Linked DNA regions of Drosophila melanogaster: region 1 is linked to region 2. The links are chromatin contacts, called in public Hi-C maps. All regions are on one chromosome and are shown on one strand. The core of a region is the stretch at or near the end of the contact, and the rest is flanking DNA. Distances in the headings are between cores, read along the strand shown. Region 1 holds the start of daw (dawdle). Region 2 holds the start of Hrs (Hepatocyte growth factor regulated tyrosine kinase substrate).

Region 1 (6,343 bases), core at 1,936-4,435, 65 kb before region 2:
GGACACGAAACACGAGTGGCACGGGCCTTTAGCTATAGCTGGGATCGCGCGTCTATATAGTATTCCACTTGTGGTATGGTCTATGATATAGTATGGTGCTTCTTTCTCTTCCGACATGCGGCAGCGCAAACGAGTTGTGAATGAATGAAGCGGTTGGCTGATTAGTAGAACAATTTATGTGACGATCGCCGAGCGTTTGATTGATCGTTCCGCGAGCGCCAGCCGAACCGAACCGAACCGAACCGAAACAATCCGAACCACTCGAATCGCATCGTATCTGACGGATCGTTTCGTATCGGTTGCGGACTCGGATCCAAGCCGAGCGGTTCGGGTCTCGATTTATGACTATAGACCATGGTTATGGCTACATGGCGCTCTCTCTTTAGCCGAAGACAATTGGATATGCAAGTGGGGTGCAGCATTGCATCAGCTTCTTGAAAACGCCAAGCCACCGAATTGCATAAAATTCTTAATTGCAATTTTATTTTTAACCTCCCGCCACCCTGACAATGCCACGCCCCCAGTTGGCGGCGTCACTATCTGTTGGCATTTTTGGCACTCGCTTGGCCACAATGGGGCATTTTGATATCAAGTGAATTTATGATCGCTTCAAACCGAATCGAATCGAATCGAATCGAGTCGAGTGGCCCATTCATGCTAATTACCCCGCAGCGTTATCAAGCTTGACTTTGATGATCCGACTCGATTGTGTGTCAATCAATTAATAGTGAACACGTTGCTGATAAGGGGCGGTTTCCCACTTTTGGTCCACAAATCGGGAGCATGGAATATGTAGTGCGGCATTTAACCAATTAAGTACGCTTAGCATGCGATTCTGGGCAATCCTAATCGGATTCGGTTAATAGATGCGCATTTCAAATACATAGTGTGTCTGTTTTCCAATTTAAATGCGAATGGGAAATTCATGAGTATTTCGGTTGGGAATTTCATCAGCCAGAATTTCTGGTCTCGGCTAAATGTGAAGCAGTCGAGTAAGGTCAAGAAAAGTATTTTGAAGGCCGGCAGATCACGAGTTATATTATACCGCCTATTCGATTTAGCCTTAAATGCTGAACACGTGCCCGATTCGCTTGTCACGAACTGTGATTTTTCTGAACCCAATTAGATCATCGAGACGAATAGAAATGATCTATACTATACGGAGGAGAAGGTCCGTTTAATTGATAGAAATTTTGTAGGCCTCAGCGAATTCTGGCAACATTGTTGGTGCGGCTTAAGCAAAAGCAAATTAATAGGGGTTCTTGTTAGGAAATAATACAATAAACAACTATAAGTATTGCATACTCCCCAATTTCATATTAGATTATGACACCTTTGACTTGCACAATTAAGTTTAGTTTTACGTGTTCCCATAAGTTACATAAGGTATTACACTTTTCCAGTGGCCCTTTTCCAATTTAAATGACGTCCTGGCCTTCAGCATATGTCGCACCACTTATCAACTCATCGCATATTTTTCCACAACCTACGTAGATTGCCACGTTCCAAAATCTGCTCCATTTTGTTTTTTCCAACACAACCAACCTGACGTCGATTAAAGCGACTGGGGGCCACATAATGACGGATCAGATCGGATGGGATGGGATCTGATAGAATGGATGGGGATCGGATCAGGAAGCAGGGCTTGGATTGTAGCACACACGCGACATGTGACACGTTTTGTACGTACTCTTCGTTTTTGACGTAACTCGAGCTGTCCGCACTGCACTGGACTTAATGACTGACTTGACTGACCGACTTATCAAAGGCAGGAATCGAAGCCGAGGCGTGCGACTGCGATGTGATGGGGGCCCGCGGAAAAGGGGTGCCGCTGGGAAGGGGGACAGAAGTTGAAGAAGGTCATTTAACGCCCGGCAGTCATGGCTACGTCATCGAGCACGCCACCAGCGCGTGATCAGAAGCAAAAGCTGTAGTGAAGACTCCGCGGTTGCCATGTCGATGCAAATCGGAGCAAAAAACTGCTGTGCCTGTGAATGGGGAGTTGGGGGTCTGGCGATGCGTCGATTGGAGGTGCAAAGTACAGCCGCTTGATGGAGATGGCTTCTTGACTAAGCGACTCTGCTTGGGGGTTTTCCATGGGCCTGCCCGTATCATTTTCGCATTAATTACGGGGCAGCTGGGACTGGATGTGGGGCTGGGACTCGGACTTGGAGTGGGGCTATCGTAATTGCCGGCAATTATCACTTGCATTTCTTCTTCGCGCGCAGCAGTTGAATGCACTGCGACAAAAACACGGCTGCTTCCATCGGTTTTTGGCAATAAATCACGGCGATCACGCCGTTCTCGCCGATCAGCGGTTGGGAGCATGCCACGATCTGGACTTTGGAACCGCTCACGGAGATTGCCCCGATTGCCAGAAGCCAGAGGCCCGAAGCGTCGCAAATTAATCTGCCATAATACTTTTCTCGCCACACGCTCATCGGCGATGCTACCATAAATCAAGTGCAGGATTAAATAAGATCATCATTGGTAGCAACTAAATTTGGCCAATGACTCTCGACGTGGCCGAAATTCGCCAAGAGCTTTTGGAGGTTATGCGCCTGGGTTATAGGCTCGAAAACTATCAATCAATCAATCGGTGATAGATAGGCCTCTGATCGATAAACCATTCACTGCATGATTAGTTTTTAATTACGGCATGATATTCCAAAAGCGAAACTAGAAACTTCCCTGCGATTTGGTAATAACTGATATTGAGCATTAGACTGCTAAAAAAAATATACAATTTCTAGTATCCCATGTTGAGGCTGATTCCATAATTCACATTTTTGGCACTTTTATTTAAACTTCTTACACAATAAGCCCTTGTGTTATGTAACTCACCCAAATTAATAATCCATTGTCAAAATGCTTGAATAACTTAGCACATTGTTTGCAATCTTCTGCGAAAAGGGATGCTTATCAAATGTCCTTGAGTGATTCTACAATCGATTGTCCGTTTATTTGTTTTCGCAAATCACTTTCGCAAACTCATTATTGTTTTGAATTTCACCACTTGAACTTGATTTCCTCAAAATGACGAGCTGATATTTCGCTGAGCAAAAACAAATGTTTTGAAGAAACATAAAGTATTATTCGTTCACACCAAGTTTCATGTACGATTTGCACGATTTGAATAATTTTCGATCCGATCGTTGGGAACGTCTGCGTGTGAATAATTCGACGATGGGCGGCGCAGCGGCCACAAAAGCCTGGAGCGGTACGACTAACGGTATCTGTGGGGAGCGGTATGGGTGTGAGTATGGGCCTGGGTATGGGTATGGGTATGGGTATGGCCCACTCTTCGGGCGGCAGACAGTTGAGTTTCAGTTTGTTTGATAACAGACACGCCGCCGATCATTGGCGCACTCCGCTGCTCTGCGTTTTAAGCGATGCGCAATTCTACTTTGCTTCCAGCAAGTGCGACAGAGAGAGAGAGAGGGAGAGCAGGGAGAGCCACTGATAATGGGTGGCTTTCCCCCCTGGCCCACACAGCAGCGTTTTAGGTCCGGTTGGCTCCCATCCGATCGCCTCCTGCATCGAACACCCACGCCGCTCGAGGCTGGAGCATCGAACAAGTTCGCTGGCCGGCGCTACATGTTCGATGGCCGTTCGTGAGTTCGAGCTTGTTGGGAATGAGGATCGAGCCCCAGCATTCGTCACCCAAAAACGTGAGCTGACGTCGTGCCGGTGGGGTTTTATCGCTCGATCCAACCGGTCCAAAGTTCAGCGGCAGTCCAGTCCAGCGGATTGCCTTTGACTTTCCCTGATAGCCGACATTGCCTAATGGCGATTGGTTCTCACAGCCAAAGCGATACCATCGCTTTCTTTTGATGGCCCAATGTCTATTAATAAGCGGTACTAGCGAGAGGTATGACTAAAATTGACGTATAACCATGAATGCTAGAAGAAAGTACATATGTATCATCGAAGAATATGCAAACAATGTCGTGTAAAAGACTGAACAATTAGATGTAATATAACGAATGAACTAAGTATACTCAATTTCAGACTCCACCCTACGTATGCCTTCCTGTTTTTGTTTAGCTCTTGGCCAGCTAATCGCTTTCCTCTTGACCAATTTACGATGTGGCTTTTACGACGTTTGGGGTTTCTTGTTTTTAACTTGCTGGCTGCTTCAATTGATTACCATGTGTGATATCATAATTTTGAAGTTTTCACGCCCGTCGAGCATGGGTCTCTTGAGATTACCTCGGAGGACAATAGTATGTAAATGGCTAATATTAATTAAATGCTGGCTCTGATTGCGTATCGCTGTGTTTCACTTTCAAACCTCATGCCAATCGACTGATTAAGTCCGTTCCGAGTTTTGTTTACCTTGAGATTTCACAATAAAGCATTCACCTCAAATATAATGCGATGGAATCGCACAATATACCTTTCGTGATTTGTATACTCAGGATCGAGGCAAAATCTCACTCGAAACGTCTAATTTTTAAATGTGGCGCGCGTGCTGAAAAACACGTCACAATGCACGGCTTATCGTGGCCGGGCCTCTGGAATTTCAGTTTTTAATTAAAACAGTGTTTTGGTGTCATAATTAAGTCAACAATATATGATGCTTATACCCTTGATAGGGGTACTATGACTTTAGTTACACGTTTGAACTGCAAGCTTAAAGTTACCTTAAACATCTAAAGATTCATTCTAATATTTTCTGAACTATTCATCGCTTCATTTGATTATAAATGGCCTTATTCGTCTAGACTTTGGCCTTGCATTTGATCAGGAAAATTCTATGACTGTCTAGTGAGCATTTGATTCAAATTACAGATCAGGAAAGTAAAGTCTAAGAATGTGAACTCAAAAAATAGAGTTATTGAAACGATTTGAATCTATTTCTACTATTCCTGGTTTAATAGGTTAAGAAGAGGGCCAGCAGAACAAAGTCTTCTGATTACAGAGGATTTCTTGTTGACAACCGGAAAGTAGCCAGACAAAACACAAATATACACTGTTTTTTATATATTCATTTTGATAACCATTGATAACACCCACGACTTTCGATTTAATTATAAAAAGTAATTTCAAAAATCATTAAAACGTAGATTATTAGAGTATATATTGCATAGTAAAAAATTAATCGAGGCTGCAATATGTGTGAATATATTTTTATTATTTTAAATTGCAATTTTATTTGAAAACTGCCTGATACATCGCCAAAAAAAAACACTTTTAATTTGTCATAGTTGCTGAAAATTACACTCAAAACTCATAACTTAACCCAATAAAATATAAACAACAAGTATCTATTTTAATCACAGTGTTGAAAATGACTAAGCACCCATCGAAATTAAAGGCACTAATTAAAGCTGAAAACTAATTAGCAAACTAATTAACACTTTGAGGCCTTTCGACCGAACAGGTGTGACTCCGATTGTGGTCTGTTCATGTGAACTGAGCGTGGATCCTCAAGGAGATAATCGAACTGGAGCCAAAAATAATTCAACAGCTCGGACTACAAGAAGTGAAATTAATTAAAATTTTTAGCTGAATAAGGGGCCACTTAATCAGCTCGCTGGGGAAACTTTCCGTTCGCTCTGTAAGTGCGAACAAATTGATATTGAGCGTAGTAATTGCGGAGCCATGAACGGAATTGACAACTTGGACTTTGGAGCACTCGAGATGAGGCGCCTGCATCTACCCATCCCTCCATCCATCCCTTCATCCATCCATCCATCCAACCATCCATCCAGACAGACAGGCTAGACGAGATCGGGCGCAGATCGAAACTGAGCCGCGCAAGTGAATATCTTTTGGTGGGACCAAAGTCCACTTACGAGTCATGCGCCAGTCGTGTGTGAACCAAATTCGAATCTTATTTTATCGAATCGTCTCACTCAATTCACTCAATCATCTGGGCTGCACCCAAAGCAATTAGCCAAGGCGTCCGAGTGCCAAGGCGTCCACGCATGCACCTCGTGTCTGCCGGAATTTCGAGTTCCCAACCGCTCGAGATGATGAACGCGCCAACCCGTGACGTTGCTCCTCCGCCAGATGACGATGATGACGATGACGACGACGACGTCAAGTTGCCTTTGTTGTCACCTCTTTTTGCATTTGTTGAAAATAGCACAACGCTCTTTATCGCCGACTAGTGTGGCGAAGCGACCCGATCTAAAATTAGCATCCACGAATATAGCGTTTCATTTCCACTTATTTTCGAATTGATGTGGTCAGTTTTTATGGCCCCCGAGTGACACTCGAGCCAATCCGTACCACATGCCCAAAGTTTGCGGGACAGGTGCTAATGAATGGTATATCTAGATTGTATAAGAATTAGTGCTTACTTGGAAAACGGAAAGATTATTCGGGTGCGCTT
Region 2 (6,811 bases), core at 3,521-6,020:
TGCCAGATATGTTTTAGTGTGTGATTTATAAATTTATTTTTAGAGTGGACTTTAATGTACCCATGAAAGATGGCAAAATAACCAACAACCAACGAATTGTTTCCGCACTTCCCAGTATTAAATATGCCTTGGACAAGAAATGTAAGTCCTTGGTGAGTTGATATATCTTCCTTCAATTCCTAAAAAGTATAGAACGAATAACTTAATTTTTTGCCTAGGTTTTGGCATCCCACTTGGGGCGTCCGGATGGCAAAAAGAACAAAAAGTTTAGCCTGGAACCCGTGGCCAAGGAGCTGGAGAGTGTGCTGGGCCAGCCGGTTCAATTCCTGGACGACTGCGTGGGTGATAGCACCCTGAGAGCTTTGAAGGATCCCTCCGACGGCACTGTGTTCCTGTTGGAGAATCTTCGTTTCTATGCCGAGGAGACGGGCAGCAGCAAGGACGATAACAAGAAGAAGGTCAAAGCAGATCCCGCGAAGGTGAAGGAATTCCGAGCCAAGTTGGCGCAGCTGGGCGAGATCTATGTGAACGATGCCTTTGGAACAGCACATCGTCCGCATAGTTCCATGATGGGCGATGGCTACAAGGTGCGAGCGGCTGGTTTCCTGCTGGACAAGGAACTGGAGTACTTTGCCAAGGTTCTCCACGATCCGGCCAAGCCCTTTTTGGCCATTCTGGGTGGCGCCAAGATAGCCGATAAAATTCCACTGATAACGAACCTCCTGAACAATGTAACGGCCATGATCATATCCGGTGGCATGGCCTTCACCTTTCTCAAAGTGCTCAATGGCATGGAGATTGGAAAGTCCCTCTTCGACGAGAAGGGATCCGAGTTGGTCAACGACATAGTCTGCAAGGCGAAGGAGAAGGACGTGAATATACTATTTCCGATTGACTTTGTCATAGCCAATAAGATCGACAAGGAGCCGGATAAAGTGGAACATGTGGATGCCACACAGGGCATACCGGAGGACATGATGGGTCTGGACCACGGCCAGGCATCCAGTCAGATGTTTGCTGGCGCTATTTGTGCATCCAAAACCATCGTCTGGAACGGACCGCCAGGCTTGTTCGAAAACGAGCTATTCTCCAAAGGCACCGAGTCCATGCTGGAGGCAGTAATCGGGGCCACTAACCGAGGAGCCACCACAATCGTTGGTGGTGGGGATACGGCCACCGCTTGCTTGAAGTTCGGAGGCGCCGACAAGGTCTCGCATGTGTCCACCGGTGGAGGAGCTTCCCTGGAGTTGCTGGAGGGTAAGGTTCTGCCTGGAGTGGCTGCTCTTTCGGATGCCTAAACGCACTGCTTTACAATGGTTATTCCACTTATATGTACATGTATCTTAAATTCAATTTGGACAATTTAAACAATCAGTCTCTCAAAATACAAAGTTATTTTTATTGTGGAATAACATTAGTCGGTTAAAACGTGATAAAAGGGCGGGCCTCGATCTCGTGCAGCACTACTTTCCAACTATCTTTTTACCTCCATAGATTTGGTCTAAACTTAAAATTTATCATGTTCCTCTTTCTCGCAACAAAAACTTTTGAAATAGTAACTAATAACCGCGTTCAACTAAACAAAACATACATTTTTTCGCTTAACAGCCGCACGAGAACTTTCTGACCCAGCCCTGAAGGGTAATACAAATGGAATAACATCTCTTGGATTAATCAAAGCTAATCAGTTCCGCCGTAGCCGGCTCCTCAGCTTTAACGGGCGCGGGTCCCGGTTCGTTTTGCGGCGGAGCAGGTGCAGCAGCCACCGCTTGGACTTGATTGTTGGCGATTTCGGTAACTGGAGGTGCCTGTGCTGCTGGAGGAGCCTGGTGCTGCTGCAGCATTACGTGACCCATTTGGGGTTGTGGCTGAGGTTGCTGGACAGGAATCTGCTGTGGCTGCTGACCAGGAATCTGTTGAGGCTGCTGACCAGGAATCTGTTGAGGCTGCTGACCAGGAATCTGTTGAGGCTGCTGACCAGGAATCTGTTGAGGCTGCGGTTGGAATGGTATTTGAGGAGGCTGGGCGATCGAATGCTGCTGCGGCAGCTGGAGGATAGCAGCAGGATTGTTGGCAAACTGATTTTCGGGCATGGGCGGCATCATCTGGGGATTTCCAGGTGGCGCGGGCTGTTGCATTAATCCGCCGGGCTGGAGATTCGGCGGCATCGGCTGCTGTATTGCCGGATTGTACATGCCCGGCGGAATGGCCTGAAACTGGCCATGTCCGTTGGGAGCCGGTGCAGGACCCTGAGGCAAATAGCCGGGCACACCGGCAGCATAGGGATTATAAACGTTGTTGAGCTGATGCGAGGGCGAACCATGTTGTGGCACCGCCGATGGTGGCATGTAGGGGAAAGGTGGAGCCGACTGGCCCATCAAATACTGCGCCTTCTGCTGCTCCTGGCGCAGCTGCATCTCGCGCTCCTGCTCCTGGATGCGCTGCAATGCTAGCTGTCGTTGATACTGCAGATACTCCTGCTTCTTCTTGCGCATTATGTCCAGTTTCTGGGCCATCTGCATCTGTCGCTGACGTTCCTGCTCCTCGGCGATCCTGCGCAGCTTCTCCACATGCTCCTGACGCAGCTGATCCAGCGCAGCACGCGAGTCCTTGATCTGGGTTAGCTTGTCCTGCAGCTGCTCGTACCACATGCGCTTGTCGTCCATCTCCTTGATGTACGACAACTGCTGCGAGTGCAACGAGGTCAGGGTCATGAAGAGGGTCTGCACAGAGGAGTCGTTGGAGATGCTGCGACCGCGGCTCGAGTTCGACTTCATGCGGTTAACAAAGATCTCCACCTGCGTGCGCATATTGGCGGCAAACTCATCGATCTGCACTTCATCCGCACTCTTGACCTGCAGGGGCATGATCTGCTGGGGCTGCGGCGTTGGTGGCATGGGGCTCGGTGCCGAGGGACTTGCCATGGATGACGATTCGCTGATCTTGCGCTGCTCCCAGTAGCTGCGGTTCAAGTACTTGGCCAGCTCCGGATTGGTAGCCTCCTCCGGCTGCTGGTGATACTCCTTGGGTTCTGGCGGTGCCTCCGGACTGGGAGACCTTTGCTGCATGCGATAGGCAGCGGGTGGCAGGGATTGCAGCTTGGGCTTCTGCTGCTCCGCTTCCGATTGACTGAGGGCCAGCGCCAGCTGCAGTTCCTCCTCCTCCTTGAGTTCCTGCTCGGTCTTGCGAGCTGGTGTCTAGAAGGAATATGGTTTTGCCATTAATCGGCTGTTCTGTTTCGATTAGATTAGCTGTTTTCCCAGAGTGACTCACCTGCACCTGCTGCGCCAAAGTGCTGTTCAGATACTCCGCCGGTAGCTCGCTGTCCGCCGGACGTGGTCCGGACTTAGCGCCTCCACTGCCGCTCGTCGGACGCTGGAGGGCAGCGAAGCAGCCGTCGCACACACGCACCTCCTTTTCGATGCCGTACTTGGGCAGCGGACACTGCTTGGCCGTGCATTGGCCACAGAAGACCTGGCCGCAGTTCCGGCAGTGGTGCTTCCGGTTGGTGAAGGTGAACTCCACGCGACAGCGATGGCATACCCTGCCATCTGCCCAGTTGGGCGCCGTGTCCGCCGTGAACATGGCATCTGCCTCCCGAAGTTCGGGGAAAGTGTGCCCCTTCGCCTTCAGGATGGTCATGGTGTCCTGCAGAGAATGGGATTGTTAGTAAAGTTAGCTGTAGTTATGTGGCGTGAGTCTACAAGGGATTCCTCCTCAATGCTAAGTTCCTCCTCCGAGCTCATTTCTATTCAACTGATGACATTTCACTGGGTTTTGCTACGCAGCAAACAGTTGTTTCCTACTAATTAAATTAATGGCAAAGCGCAGGGCCGGATTTTGAACTAAGTGTGCGCTGGGCTGATGCAAAGTGTTATATTCAATGCAAAAGTATAGAGAAACCCACAATCTTTTTCAAAGTGCATCAATCGCATGGTAAAGATCCCTTTAGATGGAGCTGCCAATCCTACCTTGATGGCCTGGTACTTGTCCGAGGAGCGGAAGGCGTACGCCCAGGTCTGCACCAGCTCCAGCATCTTCTGGCGCACGTTCTCGTGGGGCGTCGACTCGAGGAAACTGCTGAACATCTCGCAGTTCTCCTTGGTGAACACCTCCTCGTGAACGGGTGCGCCGCAGTTCTTGACGATGCTCTCGAGGACCAGGAGGGAATAGCAGGAGGAGTGCGGGTTGGGCGAGTTCATCTTCTTCTTGATGGCGGCAAAGGCATTCTTGGGACTGGTTTTTTGATTAAAATAATAAATCTGGAATCGCCGAAACTTACGTGACATCTTTCTGGTTGATTTCATCGCAAATCAGAAGAATTGATGGCCAGTCGGGCTCCAGACGCAAGTGACTGGTGGCATTTTCTGCGAGTGGAAAGTGCGTAATTGTTAGACCTTTGTGTGTTTATCAAAATCTTCAATTGTTTTGGAGTTCAATCGCCTTTTTATTGTTACTTCTGAATTCTTCTTCCTTGTTTTTTTTGTTTTTCGATGAGTCATTTTTTCTTATTGGTTTATTTCCTTGACTTTGGTGCTTCTTACCTAAGTTTTTGTCGAAACTTGATCGAAACATGTTTTCTGTTTTCTTTTATGCTGCTTCTCGTCGTTGGTTTTCTATTGTTATTCGTTTAAAATAAGGAAAGCTTATTATTATTGTTTTGCAAGCAAAGAAATTTTCTGCAATGCGCTAGTGCTGCCACATCAATGAAATTAACATACCCTTACAGTGCTGCCAGATGACGAAAAGCAAGGGCAACGCAAATAAGAGCAGCACTACATGACTGACGTAACGATTGACGTAAAGTTTGGAATTTTCGTAACGGATTTTTAAAAATTTGAAATGACTTTTATATTAACATATTAACATTAAGCCCCAGATTGGAATCGCATTTTGTGCCATAAAAATAAATGCGCTACTCATTTGCTTAAGCTTCTTGTTTATTTTGTTTGTTCATACAGGTCTCGCTTACAATTAGGTTAACTAGACAAATAACTACACGTACATACATATATAAAGGTTAGTTATCCATACATAAACAGTATAAAAACTATGATTCGCTATGCTTAGAGGTTGCCGCAACAGTTGGCACTCGCATATTGCAATGGTCCGTTGCATTTGTTAAAGTATCACACGCCGGTATATAAAAGATTGGGTTTACTTGCAACTAAGCGATATACATACATACATAAGTAACATAAAATCACATTCGATTCAAATTAAGCCGAATACTAAAAGCCCCCCCCCCCCCCCCATCAGTTCGTCTTGATCTTGTGCTTCAGCGTAAAGTAGGACAGAACCTTGAATATCGCTATTTGGATGAGGATCATGAGAATGTTGTGACCAAAGTCGCCGTCCTCCATACCAAATTGTCGCAGCACAGTCACAGCGTTCCTAATCGAAAACGATAATAAATGAGTACTTTGAATATTTGCAGCTTGCTTATGCTTTCACTCACTTGAAGTGGCAATAGAACTCCGTGGGCGGGCAGATCAACTGGCCACGCTGATTGCCGTACAGCGAGATCACCATGTTTTCGAGGGCGTAGCGAAGTGGCGATATATAGGCCATGAATCGCATGGCAGCCGGAATGTGATTCAGCAGGATGAGGAAGCCGGAGAACATTAGCATACATGACGTCGAAACGGCGCCAACGAAAGTTCCATTCTGCAAATTAAGTTTTTGTGGTGACAAAGGATTCTAGCATTTGGTTAAAGAGCTCTGCACTTACCACTGGATTCAGCACGGTGCCCAGAAAGACGCCCAGACCATCCGCACAGATCGTGACCACCACCGCACTTAGTAGGTACTTAACAAATCGATCCATTTCCACGGGCTGATCGGTCATCAGATATCCTATCGTTATATACACCGTCGAGAAGATGATCTGAAAAAATATAATATATGTGAGAAAATATAAGTATGTACGTGTGGATAGGTTTTTTCAGGAATCCACAGGATTGCAGACTCACATGGACTGGTGTGGATGTGATGATGGTGGCAAGGTAATAGGTTCGCAATTTGTACCAGTTGTTGAAGGTCTCCTTTCTGATGATCTCTATTTCGGCGGGATCTGTAACACGCATCATATTATATTGTAGAAAGAGGCACATAGTATGCACTCCCCCATTCCGACTTACATCTCAATATGCCCGGCATAATGGTGGTGTACCAGAGATATACGCAATGGATCATGATCATGCCGACATTGGAAATTTGCTTGGTGGCATTGCTGCCCGAATCGCCGAAGAACAAGCCAATCAAAATGGAACAGAGCACATGAATGCCCAGCTTCAGGTAGGTAAGAGTCTGGAAGTGGTATTGAAAATATTCAAGTAAGGCTTAAATTGTGGTAAGATCCAACCCAACTCACCCAATCCCTGAAGAACTGAAGATGACACCGGCCGATGAGCAGCCACAGTCGCATGTATTCCGTGGGCGGATAGGTGTGCTTGGTCAGATCCTTCGACGACTCCATGTTCTGGATCTCGATCTTCTGCACCTGCACCTGGACCTGCCCCGGTGACTGAGATTCATTGAACTTGGCCACCTGCGTCTCGCTGGGCGCATCGGCATCCTCGCCCTGCATCAACTGCTGATCGTATCTCCAGCGTATGTCCTTGGCCGCTTCCGCCAGAGCCTCCGTCTGATCGCCGTAGTCCCCGTTCGCGCATTCCAGCACTGAAATGATTAACACCTTTAATGACACTCGCCTTTTTGCCGCTCACCAACTTTGGTATTGAACGGGTTCAATTAGGATCACATGAATGAATGTGCCGCAGTAAATGCCAATTAATGGGATCCCAAGTGA

What was found. A called contact is a pair of places that touch in the nucleus more often than the background predicts.
Region 1: a contact with region 2 is called in a Hi-C map of the Kc167 cell line, with 4 times the contacts expected there. A contact is called at or near these places in 12 of 107 Hi-C or Micro-C datasets (the D17-c3 cell line, the Kc167 cell line, the S2 cell line and 4 more).

The regions. Positions count from the first base shown.
Region 1 is chr2L:2,802,103-2,808,445 of dm6, reverse strand. daw (dawdle) reads right to left here and starts at 3,185. Exons shown (of 5, transcript NM_001273038.1): 1 at 2,845-3,185.
Region 2 is chr2L:2,737,945-2,744,755 of dm6, reverse strand. Hrs (Hepatocyte growth factor regulated tyrosine kinase substrate) reads right to left here and starts at 4,770. Exons shown (of 6, transcript NM_164496.1): 1 at 4,722-4,770; 2 at 4,545-4,616; 3 at 4,283-4,367; 4 at 3,972-4,236; 5 at 3,274-3,648; 6 at 1,379-3,197. The coding sequence starts at 4,575. The coding sequence ends at 1,671. It overlaps CG31689, which reads right to left. Exons shown (of 11, transcript NM_001273025.1): 6 at 6,374-6,681; 7 at 6,141-6,309; 8 at 5,973-6,073; 9 at 5,732-5,887; 10 at 5,459-5,667; 11 at 4,926-5,394. The coding sequence ends at 5,256. CG9961 reads left to right here. Exons shown (of 3, transcript NM_134860.3): 2 at 44-152; 3 at 219-1,381. The coding sequence ends at 1,298.